Linked DNA regions of Sus scrofa: region 1 is linked to region 2. The links are chromatin contacts, called in public HiChIP or PLAC-seq maps. All regions are on one chromosome and are shown on one strand. Each heading gives the region's core, a stretch centred on a gene start, on an enhancer-like site or on the middle of the called end of the contact. The rest is flanking DNA. Distances are from core to core; before and after follow the strand shown. Region 1 holds the start of FLVCR2 (feline leukemia virus subgroup C cellular receptor family member 2). Region 2 holds the start of FOS (Fos proto-oncogene, AP-1 transcription factor subunit).

Region 1 (5,052 bases), core at 527-3,026, 270 kb before region 2:
TGAATGCATAAGGGAAAACAGGCCTCCAAGAACAAAGGGTCACCGGTCACTTGTCAAACGTGGAGCCACAACTGCACATACTTGGAAAAGAGGGAGACCCCAGGCAGTGATCCAGATAAAGAAACATGCCATAAATAGCTGCTTCAAACATTTGAAGAAGGCACCCAGATCTACAACATGGCCACCTTTCTGAGTCATATCCATGTGGAAATGCAAAGAATCTGAGATTCTCCCTCCAAAAAGAAGACAAATGGTTAAGAAAGGAGCTTTCCAGGCCCTTCCAAACATTCTAGGCCTTGGAAATTCAGAGCAAGAATTCAACTCCATTCTGCTGCACTTGGCTCTAACCCCCAGGGAAGGAGTTGGCACAAAGCACTGCCCCCACCATCCTGGCTTCAGGTGTGTATAAAAGGTGAGAGCGGCGTCAAAGGTCAACCAGGGCCCGCTCTGCCTTTCCATGCAAGCAGGAGATCCTATGCTTCAGGAAACCTGGCGAAAGCCACCTGCCAACTTCTGATGACACAGAATAGTCTGACACCCCGGGACTGCTCCCTGAAAGAAGAGCTCTCCTGAAGGCACAGGTCCGGGCTGGTGAAGGAGGTTGAGGAAGGAGACCACAAACCAGTGTGTGTTCCCAAAGCACACTGGCTGCTGGGGAAGGAGAACATGCAGGTGACAGAAAAGGCCCCTCCTTTTGCTTCCCCACCACTCTGACACAGTCACCCAGTCACAATCACTCACTCACACTGTCACACCCAGCTACAGTCGCCCAGGGTCACAAACACCATTGACATCTGAAAACCACAGTCTCCACTCAGGCGGGCAGTTCGCTACCACCAACACGGCCAGTCCCACAGGGACGCCCATCCCCCCGGTCAACCACAAAGCCCCCTGCCCACCTGGTTGCCAAAGACAGCGATGGAGCAGGCCGTGGACACCTCATTAGCCCCGAACCACACGGAGGCGATGCGGGAGGGCATGCCCAGGATGAAGACCTGGGCTACGGAGCAGATGACCTGGCCCAGCACGGTGACCGGGAAGAGATGGGGCTTGAGGCTGCCCAGCTTCACCCAGGCCCCCAGGCAGTTGAGAGCAGAGCCGGTGAGGGCTATGGTGCGCAGCCCGAATTTCTCCAGGAGCCAGGCCACAGGCAGCAGCAGAGGATGTATGTCAGCATGTAGCACATGGAGAGCCAGTCGATGGCAAAGGCACTGACCCCGTAGAAGTTCATGAAGATGTTGTTGATGGAGCCATACTGGATCCACTGGAAGGCGTTGCACATGGAGTAGCAGCTAAACAGCAGGACCACTGCCCACCGGCGCTTGCTCACCTTGATCACGCTAAGGTCCTCAGGGCCGGAGCTACTGGGTTGGCCCGAGCTACTGGGTTGGACCAAGCCACTGGGTTGAGCCAAGGTACTGGGGTGGGCTGAACTACTGGGGTACACAGAGACACTGGGATGGATCGAGACGCTGGGATGCGCGGAGGTGCTAGCATGGGCTGAGAAGCTGGGGTGGGCGGAGATGCTGGGGTGGCCGGAGACGCTGGGTTGGGCAGCGAGGTTGGGGTTCTCCTGGAGTGCAGAAGTCTGCGACGGCGCGCCATCGAGCCCTTCGTGGCTAGGATCTTCATTCACCATGACCACAGCCTCTCCTGGCGTCCTAGACAAGTGCTGAGGACTCTAGACAACTTAAGAGACAGTGGCCTCGTCCGGTCACCTAGAGCTGACGTGGCACTTGCCCCAGCCCGCCCCAGAATAAACGGAGTTCCGAGCCTGTGTAAAAGCCGTCAGAGGGGCGCCTTCGCTCACCCCCAAGCTCTGCTCCCACGTTTCCTCGGCGTCGTCTGTCACTGACTGCGGTCCTGGCCGCCGGTGTCTTGAGTCCTCCCCAGGCGTCCTGCGGAGGTTCAACCTCTCCGTCCAGGAAACAGTTCTTCAGGCGCAGCCTCTTCGCCGGACTCGGTTCGCTCCCGGGCCGGCTCGGGGCCTCGCCCCCTCCGGCGCACGTGACCGCCCCGCCCCCGTCCCGCCGGGCTTCCCCCACCCCCCTACCCACCCCCCACCCCACCCGCAAAGCCTCCCGCCTTCTGCGGCAGCTGGCCGGGCGGTATAGTTGTTTCGCCACCGCTTGCGGGTGCATTCCTCCCCCACGCCCCGGGCACCATGGAAACCGCCCGGTTAACCCCCACCCGTGCACTGTCCCTCAAATTCATTTGTCCCCTCCCAGGCCGCTCCGCAAGAAAATGCCCATCGCCCTTCCGAGGTAATCCTGCAAATATAGAGTCTCCTCCCTGCGCACACGGATGCCCAGAGCCCTCAATCTGCTCTATGGGATCCAAGAGGGATTCCCAACTTTTTCCGACTTGGCTGGGCTCCCCAGCCCTTGCTAGACTTTGGGTATAAAGAGCGATGTGTGGATTTCCCGGGCTAGTTGCGCTCCCGGGTAAAGGCAAGTTGCGGAAACTCGCTTTGCTGCTAGCTTTCCCTGCGGACCGGGTCTTATATTGGGGAACTCAGATTTGAACCTGTTCCGCAGGCTCTTCATTTCTGGAGGATCCCTGGGCGACCTCCTGGGCGAAGACCTGTGGGTAGAAGGGCTGGGGAGCCGGAGACCTTGAAGACCATGGCAGTGGTGCGGTGAAATGCCTGGCACAGCACGGGTTCCGGGCTTAGGTTGTGGTCTCTGCACCCACGTAGCCCTAGGCTGCCACCTGCTGGTCCACAGCCCGCTGCGAAGAGTAATCTCTTATCAGGGGCTGCACGTCAGGCTTGCCCTCTTTTTATTTCAGACTGGGGAGGGATCAGAGCCCAGATCCTCTGTGGGTTCAAACACGCGATTAGCTACTCCTAGGTGTATTCTGTAAAATAAGATACTCCACCTCCCTGTGCCTCAGTTTCTTGGAAAATCTATAAAATGGGAGGATGAAATAATAGTACCGACCTCACAGTGTTGTTTTCAGGCTTGAATGAGTTAAGACTTGAAAGCACTTGGAAAATTCCTGGCAGATAGTAAGCATTCCAGGGGTGTCAGATATCCTGACAATTAAAAAGTGAATATTTGTATTGTGCTAAACATGTTTACTGTATTACTCACAAGAATTCGGTAATGTAAGTGCTTTTGCCTGCCCAAACTTTTTAGATGGGAAAACTGACTCTCATAGAGGTGAGATAAGTTTTTACTTAAGGTCGCAGCTGACCTAAAGAGGCATAATTCTCATGCAAGTCTGTTTTTTCAAGTTACAGTCTAGCTAGTCAAGCACAGTCTGGGGACTGCAGGGCAAGCATCCTCTGGGGCTTGTTACAGAGGCAGAAGCCCAGGCCCTCCCTGAACCTATGGAATTGGAGGCTGCATTTTAAAAGGCCTCCAGGAGATTCCTTTGTTTGCACATTAAAGAGCCACTGGGTGCCACAGCTTTCCTGTCTTTTTTTTCCACCCTGTGACCAAAAATGAAGAATTGAAAGTTCTGGGAGTTCCTGTTGTGGCACAGCAGAATTCAACTAGTATCCATGAGGATGCGGGTTCAGTCCCTGGCCTTGCTCAGTGGATTAAGAATCCGGCTTTGCCGTGAGCTGTCATAGACTCCGCTCAGATCCTGCGTTGCTGTTGAGGCAGAATATTAACTCAGGTAGTCAGTGTAGGAGCATGGGCTTGGATGCCTCCTTTGATATGGCCATTGATTAACATTTGTGGCTTAAGGGCTCCAGGGAGTAACATCCTCACAGGCCTTGTTTACTATAGGGGAGTGTACGGATATTAATCTCTAATCCCCTGTGACTCAGTTTACAGGAAGACAGGGCAAAGAAACTATGAGGCTTAATGGGACATTTCCACTCCTAGGACCCTATTGGACAAGGACTGATATAGGTAACTGAGCAAGGCCAATGGGAGAAGACCACATCTCTCTGGACCCCACGTTGGTACCCTCCCAACTTTAAGGAATAAAAATCCCATAGGACAATAGAGAAAGGGGGCTCTTCTCCCCCCTCCCAGAAACCCTGGGAGCTATTTGCTTTCCTTTAATAAAGACTTTGCTTGCCTGCTGCCTATGTGTTCTTGGAGTTCATTCTTCAACTGCCGTGAACAAGAACCTGGATTCTGGCATCATCTTTCCGGCATCACTGTGGTATGGTCTAGGCCAGCAGCTGTAGCTCCAATTTGATCCTTAGCCTGGGAATTTCCATATGTCGCAGGTGCAGCCCAAAAAAGAAAACAAACAAACAAAAAGAATGAACATTTCTGGGGCTGTTGTTCTCAGTCTGAGTTGCACATCGAGACACATTGGGGACCCCTGACCTATGCATGCGTCTGCCACACCCCAGATCAGGATCTCTGAGAGTGCCCCCACCCCCATCTGCACGGTTAAAGCTGTCCAGGTGGTCTCAACTTGAAGCCAAGTGTGAGCACCCCTGTGGGGTTAGAACCACTGGACCCCAGAAAAGGAAACATTACTTGGAGACACCAATTTTTGATAGTAATCGTGGAGTCTTGGGTTACGATGGAGTGTTTGAAGAGGAAACTTATCTAAGAATTTCTACATTAATTTCACATCCCTTATTCTCAGAACCTCCATTCTCTTGGAGAGCCTTCTGAGGCCTCTCACTGTCTCTTCCTGATTATTCTGGTCCTCTCCCCAGACCCTGCAGATATATTCTCAACTACATTTTCAGATATGAAAACGAGGCCCAGAGTATTATCACAGTCCCACAGCTGACTGGCATCAGAACAAGCAGCAGGGAGACAGGTTTCCTGAGTTCCTGTCCACGCCTCTCCCATGGGCTCCTCTGGGGCTCTACTTCCCACTGGTGACAGTTCCCAAGGGGTCCAACCTGAGATTCAAGTGACCTTCGGGGTCACCTATTGTGTGGAGGGAGTCGATCTACTCTGAGCCCTGGATTCAGTCTACTTAGGATTTGAAACGCTGTTCTGCCCTCATGAGCTCTGGAATCTTGGGCAAGTTACATTGCCTCTGTGGTCTTCAGTTTCTGATCTCTATAATGAGGATTAAAATCCCCTGCCTTATAGGGTTGTTGTGAGAATTAGGAAAATGTGT
Region 2 (5,399 bases), core at 882-3,381:
ATCAAAGGGCTCGGCCTTCAGCTCCATGCTGCTGACGTTCTTGACTGGCTCCACGGAGGGCTTGGGCTCCGGGTCATTGAGGAGGGGCAGGGTGAAGGCCTCCTCAGATTCGGGGGTGGCAGCCTCAGGCAGGCCCCCACTCAGATCAAGGGAAGCCACAGACATCTCTTCAGGGAAGCCCAGGTCATCAGGGATCTTGCAGGCAGGTCGGTGAGCTGCCAGGATGAACTCGAGTTTTTCCTTCTCCTTCAGCAGGTTGGCGATCTCAGTCTGCAAAGCAGACTTCTCGTCTTCTAGCTGGTCTGTCTCCTGGATACAGAGGATACAGCAAAGCATAAGACACGGTCTTACTCAAAGACTCTGTTCCCTTCTACCCAGTCTCTAACTTTGCCCTTAAGTTTTCGAAAGAAGTGATCCATGGATTCTACCTACCGCTTGGAGTGTGTCAGTCAGCTCCCTCCTCCGGTTCCGGCATTTGGCTGCAGCCATCTTATTCCTTTCCCTTCGGATTCTCCTTTTCTCTTCTTCTTCTGGGGACAACTGGAGGTGGGGAGAGAGAGAGAGGGCAACATTCAGTAACAGTGCCTGCTATCAGCTCCGTTCACCCACCCTAGGAAAACTGGCGCCTGCAGCTTCCCGCCTCCTGGCACCTCTTCTGTGAAGCCATTTCTAACCTGCAGTTGCAAGCTGGGTGTGACTTGCATTTAAAATAAGAACCTCAGCAGGAGAACAAAGAGAAGCTACAAGGGTGAGATAAGAAACTATTAGGGAAGAAACTGCACATTGGATATTACTTAGGGTGGACTATTAGAGTCTGACTTGGGATGGATAGGGCTTGGAGCCGGGGTTCCCAGTCCAGGATATGTAATCAGTTCCACCCATGGCTTCACCCTGTCCACTATGCTCCCCATCTCCATCAAGACTGACCTTACCCCCCCAACCCCAGCCACCACCAGAGAGAAGGTGTTGAGAACCCTCACCTGTTCCACCTTGCCCCTTCTGCCAATGCTCTGAGCTCTGCCTCCTGGCATGGTCTTCACGACTCCAGCCCTGGAGTAAGCCCCAGCCGAGGGAGTGGGGACTCCGTAGGGGTGAGGGGCTCTGGTCTGGGATGGGGCAACCGAGGAGACCAGGGTGGGTTGCACTAGCCACTGCAGGTCTGGGCTGGTCGAGATAGCAGTCACCGTTGGGATGAAGTTGGCACTGGAGACGGCCAGATCGGTGCAGAAGTCCTAGAATGAAATATAGAAGGGGAAAGCTGACGTGAGCGACCAGGCTCTGGACGCAGGTGGGGTGAGCGGAGTGCCCAGTGCCGCATGCAGCAGGGAGAGAGTGAAAAATGGACTGCTTATGTATTTTTATATGTCCTTCATCCTGGATGAAAGGTCTCTCCCTTCCCAAGAATTCCGCAGCGCAGTGCCTTTCTCCTCCATCCTGCTGCTGCGTTCCCGTTATCCCTTCAGCATCACTCGCTTGAAAGGGGGGTTGTTATAAATATCCCTGACGTCTGCGCTGACGCAGACGCCGCTCCGGAGTCTCCTGAATGAACTCGCTTTTTATCAATGAAACTGCCTTACACACCCGCCGGCTTCACCCTCCTCCTCTCACCCTCCTCCCTGCTCCAGGCTGCGAGGGGAGGGAGGATCGCCGCTTTTTGCCTCCTCCCCCGGAGGTGCCCGGCTCTAGTTAGCCAGTCTTTGCTTGGGACACTTTTGCCCCCAGCTAATGTCAGAGACCAGTCAGAGCGCGTGGGCCAGGGTCAGCTCAGAATGAGCCCACAGCGGGAGAGGAGAAAAGATTCTTATTTTGACAAGCATGTGTGCGCTCCGAACAAGTCCGGGGCTCCCGAGATAGGGCTGATCCGGCCGGGGCAAGCCTCCCTCTCTGGCCAATGGGGTCCCCGGCTTGTCTTCCTGAGCGTCCCGTCCCAGTGTCTCCTCCCCGGTAACCCCGAGCCCCGAGCCCCGCGGTGGCACGAAGCCAGCCTTACCTGCGCATTGACGGGAGAGCCCATGCTGGAGAAGGAGTCGGCCGGTGAGTGGTAGTAGGAGAGACTGTCCCCGGCAGGGGAGGCGCTGCTGCAGCGGGATGATGACGCCTCGTAGTCGGCGTTGAAGCCGGAGAACATCATGATCGCAGGTAGTCAAAGCCGGGCGAGGGGCTGAGGGGCGGAGACAGGTAGGAGCTGCGGGGCTGAGCTGGGTAAGAGCGCGGTCGCTGCTCGCTCGCTGCGCCGCTGCCGGTTCTGTCTCAGCTTAGCTGCTCGCTGCAGATGCGGTTGGAGTACTAGGCCACTGCTTTTATAACAGCATTTTATGAATGAGCCCAATACGTCACGGAGCGCTACCATTGCAGCTCTCGAGGGGTGGCGCTCGGATCTTGCCACCTCTGCAGCCTCTTTGCTGCCTCTTCCGCCGTCTCAGCCCCCTGCCTTTCGTCTTATTGTGTTTCTTTATCTTCTGAGCTTTTCTCAGTCTCGGTCTTGGGGTCGCGTAGACCCCCTAAAATGAGGGACTTCGGGGATGGCTCCCCCCACAACTTCAGGGAACGGCCGTGGAAACCTGCTGACGCAGATGTCCTAATATGGACATCCTGTGTAAACGGGAGGGAGGGATTGACGGGAACTGCTCGCGGGCTGCAGCCAACACCAAGGGTGCAGCGCGGGGGGGAGGCGGGGGCCGTGGCCGGGGGGAGGGGAGGCGGGAAAGGCAGAGAAGGCGAGCGAACATTCGCACCTGGTTCAATGCGGACCCTTGTTCCCGGGGTTGGGGGATGGGGCGTAGGCGCCTTTTTACTTGTGTACAGAAACCCGGGAAGAGTTCTGAGGTTCAGGTATAGGCGAGATAGGTACACAGCCCCTTGGGCTTAAGCCTTGGCCCCCGAAGGAATGCGCCTCCACCCCCATTCCTCATTCTATCACTAATTCGGTGCAAACTGTGGAAGCAGACCCCCACCCCCTCGCCTCAAGCCCCAGCGCTCAGCACTACTAGGACTGTTACTGCGTTTGGAAGCGGAAAGTAGAGGGATACAAAATAAGAGAATACGATAACCTACTTTATCTACGATGCTGGGTATTTTAATATTAATTTTTTTTTAAGGGAAAAGGAGCATTTTTTTCCTCGGCCAAATACGGGATGTTAGAGTTACTGTCAAACCCCAGAGACACCAGCCAATAAACATTGTGCAGAACCTCCATGCAAAAATGTCTGTAGGGTTGTTTGCCAGGTTCTGAGCTCGGGCTCCGGAGGGGCTGTCATGTGGACAAGGTCGTCAGTTGGGGTACTGGATGGAGTGAGGTATTGGGGGAGCGCAAGTCCGAGCTGGAGAGGTGGGGGTGGTTCGATGCCCCGGAAGCTGGTTATTGGGAGCCAGCAGCGGGTGATTTTCCAGCACCGACTTGGAGGGGGGAGGACGGGGGCGCTGGAAGGACCGTGCCCAGCAGCGCCAAGGCCGGAGACCGCGGCGGCTGGGACCTCAGGCACCACTCCGTGGCCTGGAAAACGGGGCTTTGGGGAGGCAAGGTATTCTGGAGTGCTCTGCGCCCCCAAACGCCCCATCCTCTTGCTCCTCTGCAAAGGACACCTGGGGTCATCCTGCCCCGGCTCGGTCCCAGAGCGCCGGCCACCTCCGGGACGCGAAGCCGCAGTTCCCCGCAGAGCCACGGGTCCCTGTGTCCCTTCCCCCACCTTTCAGACCCGGAGGTCACGGTGTGCACCTGGAGAGGGGTGAGGCGGGATTAGGGCAGAGGGCGGATCCTTCGGGACGCGCGGTGAGCAGGACCGCCGACCTGCCCCCGCCGCCGCACCCCGGAGCCAGGCGATCCTGCTATAGATAGTAACAGGGAAGCGGCTGTTTACAGCAACACTGCGCCGCCAGGGCTGTCTCCAGGCGACGCCGCGCGGCCGGGCGCGCCGTCGGCCTGGCGAGGCCGCCCGCCCGCCCTCCTCGCACCCCTGGGGCCCCGGCCTCCCCGGCCCCGCTGTGGCCACTCCTGCCGCCTGACATCATCCGCCGGGTCCGGGGGCTGAGTGCGGCTCGCGCGCCGCTGGGCGCTAACCTCCATTCTTAGAGATGCGAACCCAGCGGGAGCGGGGAGGGCAGGGAGGCGGAGATTCGTGGAACTGGGCCACTTGCTATTTTTGCATTCCCTGTCACAAGCAGAGGTGAAAACAGAATTTCATCATTGTATGTCACTAGTTTATGTTGGTGGGAATTTAGGCGCTTTTTTCCCCCTCACTTAAAAAGGGGGAGAAAAAAAGAAAAAACACAGAAACACAGACTTCGTGGAGCTGCTCCGAACCCTAATTCTGCATCCCTCCATTCACCTAGCTCTATCATCTGTTAGGCTATACTTCACTGTCCTTGATTCTTTAAAAAAATAAAAAGTTATGAAGGCAAATTCATCTCTCTTCTTATTAGCTTCAGACAAAGTAGGTCAAGCTTTGAATTCCCGGGTCTGGCCTTGCCTTCCATTCATAACTGGATCTCGGGCCACTTAAGAGAAAACCTAGAATGATTTCATTAACTTCCCCTTCAGAATCTCAAAGCAGCTCAGACCAGCACCTAAAGGATGTGTCAGGATTTTATATCCAGGATTTATCTCATATATCATTTATCCTGCCCTTGCTAATAAAAAAAGGAAAAGGGTTTTTGAATAAGCCTGTCTCTTCCACAAAGCTTAACTCTTTCCTTCCTGGCATCATTATGACTAGAGAGTTGAAGATTTAATAAACCCGTTTTGAAAAGGACAGGACCACACTTTCACTTGTTTTTTTAAATTAATTTATTTAACAAAGAATTTACTTATTAGGAGTTCCCTGGTGGCTCCATAGGTTAAGGATCCGGTGTTGTCACTGCTGTGGCATTGGTTCAATCCCTGGCCCAGGGAACATCCGCATGCCATGGCACAGGAAAAAAAAAAAAAAAAGAATTTACTTATTAAGAGCCTCCTATGGCCTGGCACTGTGCTGGGGGCTAGCGCTTATTGTAATGGACAGGGTGGACATGTACCAACCATCAGCGATATTCTGGCCTCGTGGACAGACAAGTCAAAAGAGAATTGCGGAGCAGCAGTAAGTGATTTGACAGAGGTCATGACAGGGTGCTGTTATGAAACACAGAAGAGGGTTTGTGGACAGGCATCAGAGGAGGTGCCTGCAATACAGAGATGGGACCTGGATCCACTCTCCTCTGGGAAATGACGTGATAAAGATTGAAAGTGGTCAGAGCATCATCTAGGAAGTAAGTGCTCAACCCAAAGCAGTAGTTACAGGTAACACAATCTCAGACTTCCTCTCCCGCCCCACTAATATCCGAACCCACGATCATTCTAACACACTCTTAGTCTACTCATGGCATCCATTCCAGGACTGTAAAACCACATTTTTAATATGGAGTTC

Evidence for each region. HiChIP or PLAC-seq counts read pairs in DNA pulled down with a chosen protein or histone mark.
Region 1: a contact with region 2 is called in an H3K27ac HiChIP or PLAC-seq map of alveolar macrophages. The contact joins the promoter of FLVCR2 here to the promoter of FOS in region 2. A contact is called at or near these places in 1 of 5 promoter capture datasets (liver) and 1 of 2 datasets of contacts at active chromatin or transcription factors (alveolar macrophages).

Annotation. Positions count from the first base shown.
Region 1 is chr7:98,715,043-98,720,094 of Sscrofa11.1, reverse strand. FLVCR2 (feline leukemia virus subgroup C cellular receptor family member 2) reads right to left here and starts at 1,776. Exons shown (of 11, transcript NM_001142840.1): 1 at 1,164-1,776; 2 at 900-1,161. The coding sequence starts at 1,639.
Region 2 is chr7:98,446,240-98,451,638 of Sscrofa11.1, reverse strand. FOS (Fos proto-oncogene, AP-1 transcription factor subunit) reads right to left here and starts at 2,131. Exons shown (of 4, transcript NM_001123113.1): 1 at 1,991-2,131; 2 at 981-1,232; 3 at 433-540; 4 at 1-309. The coding sequence starts at 2,131.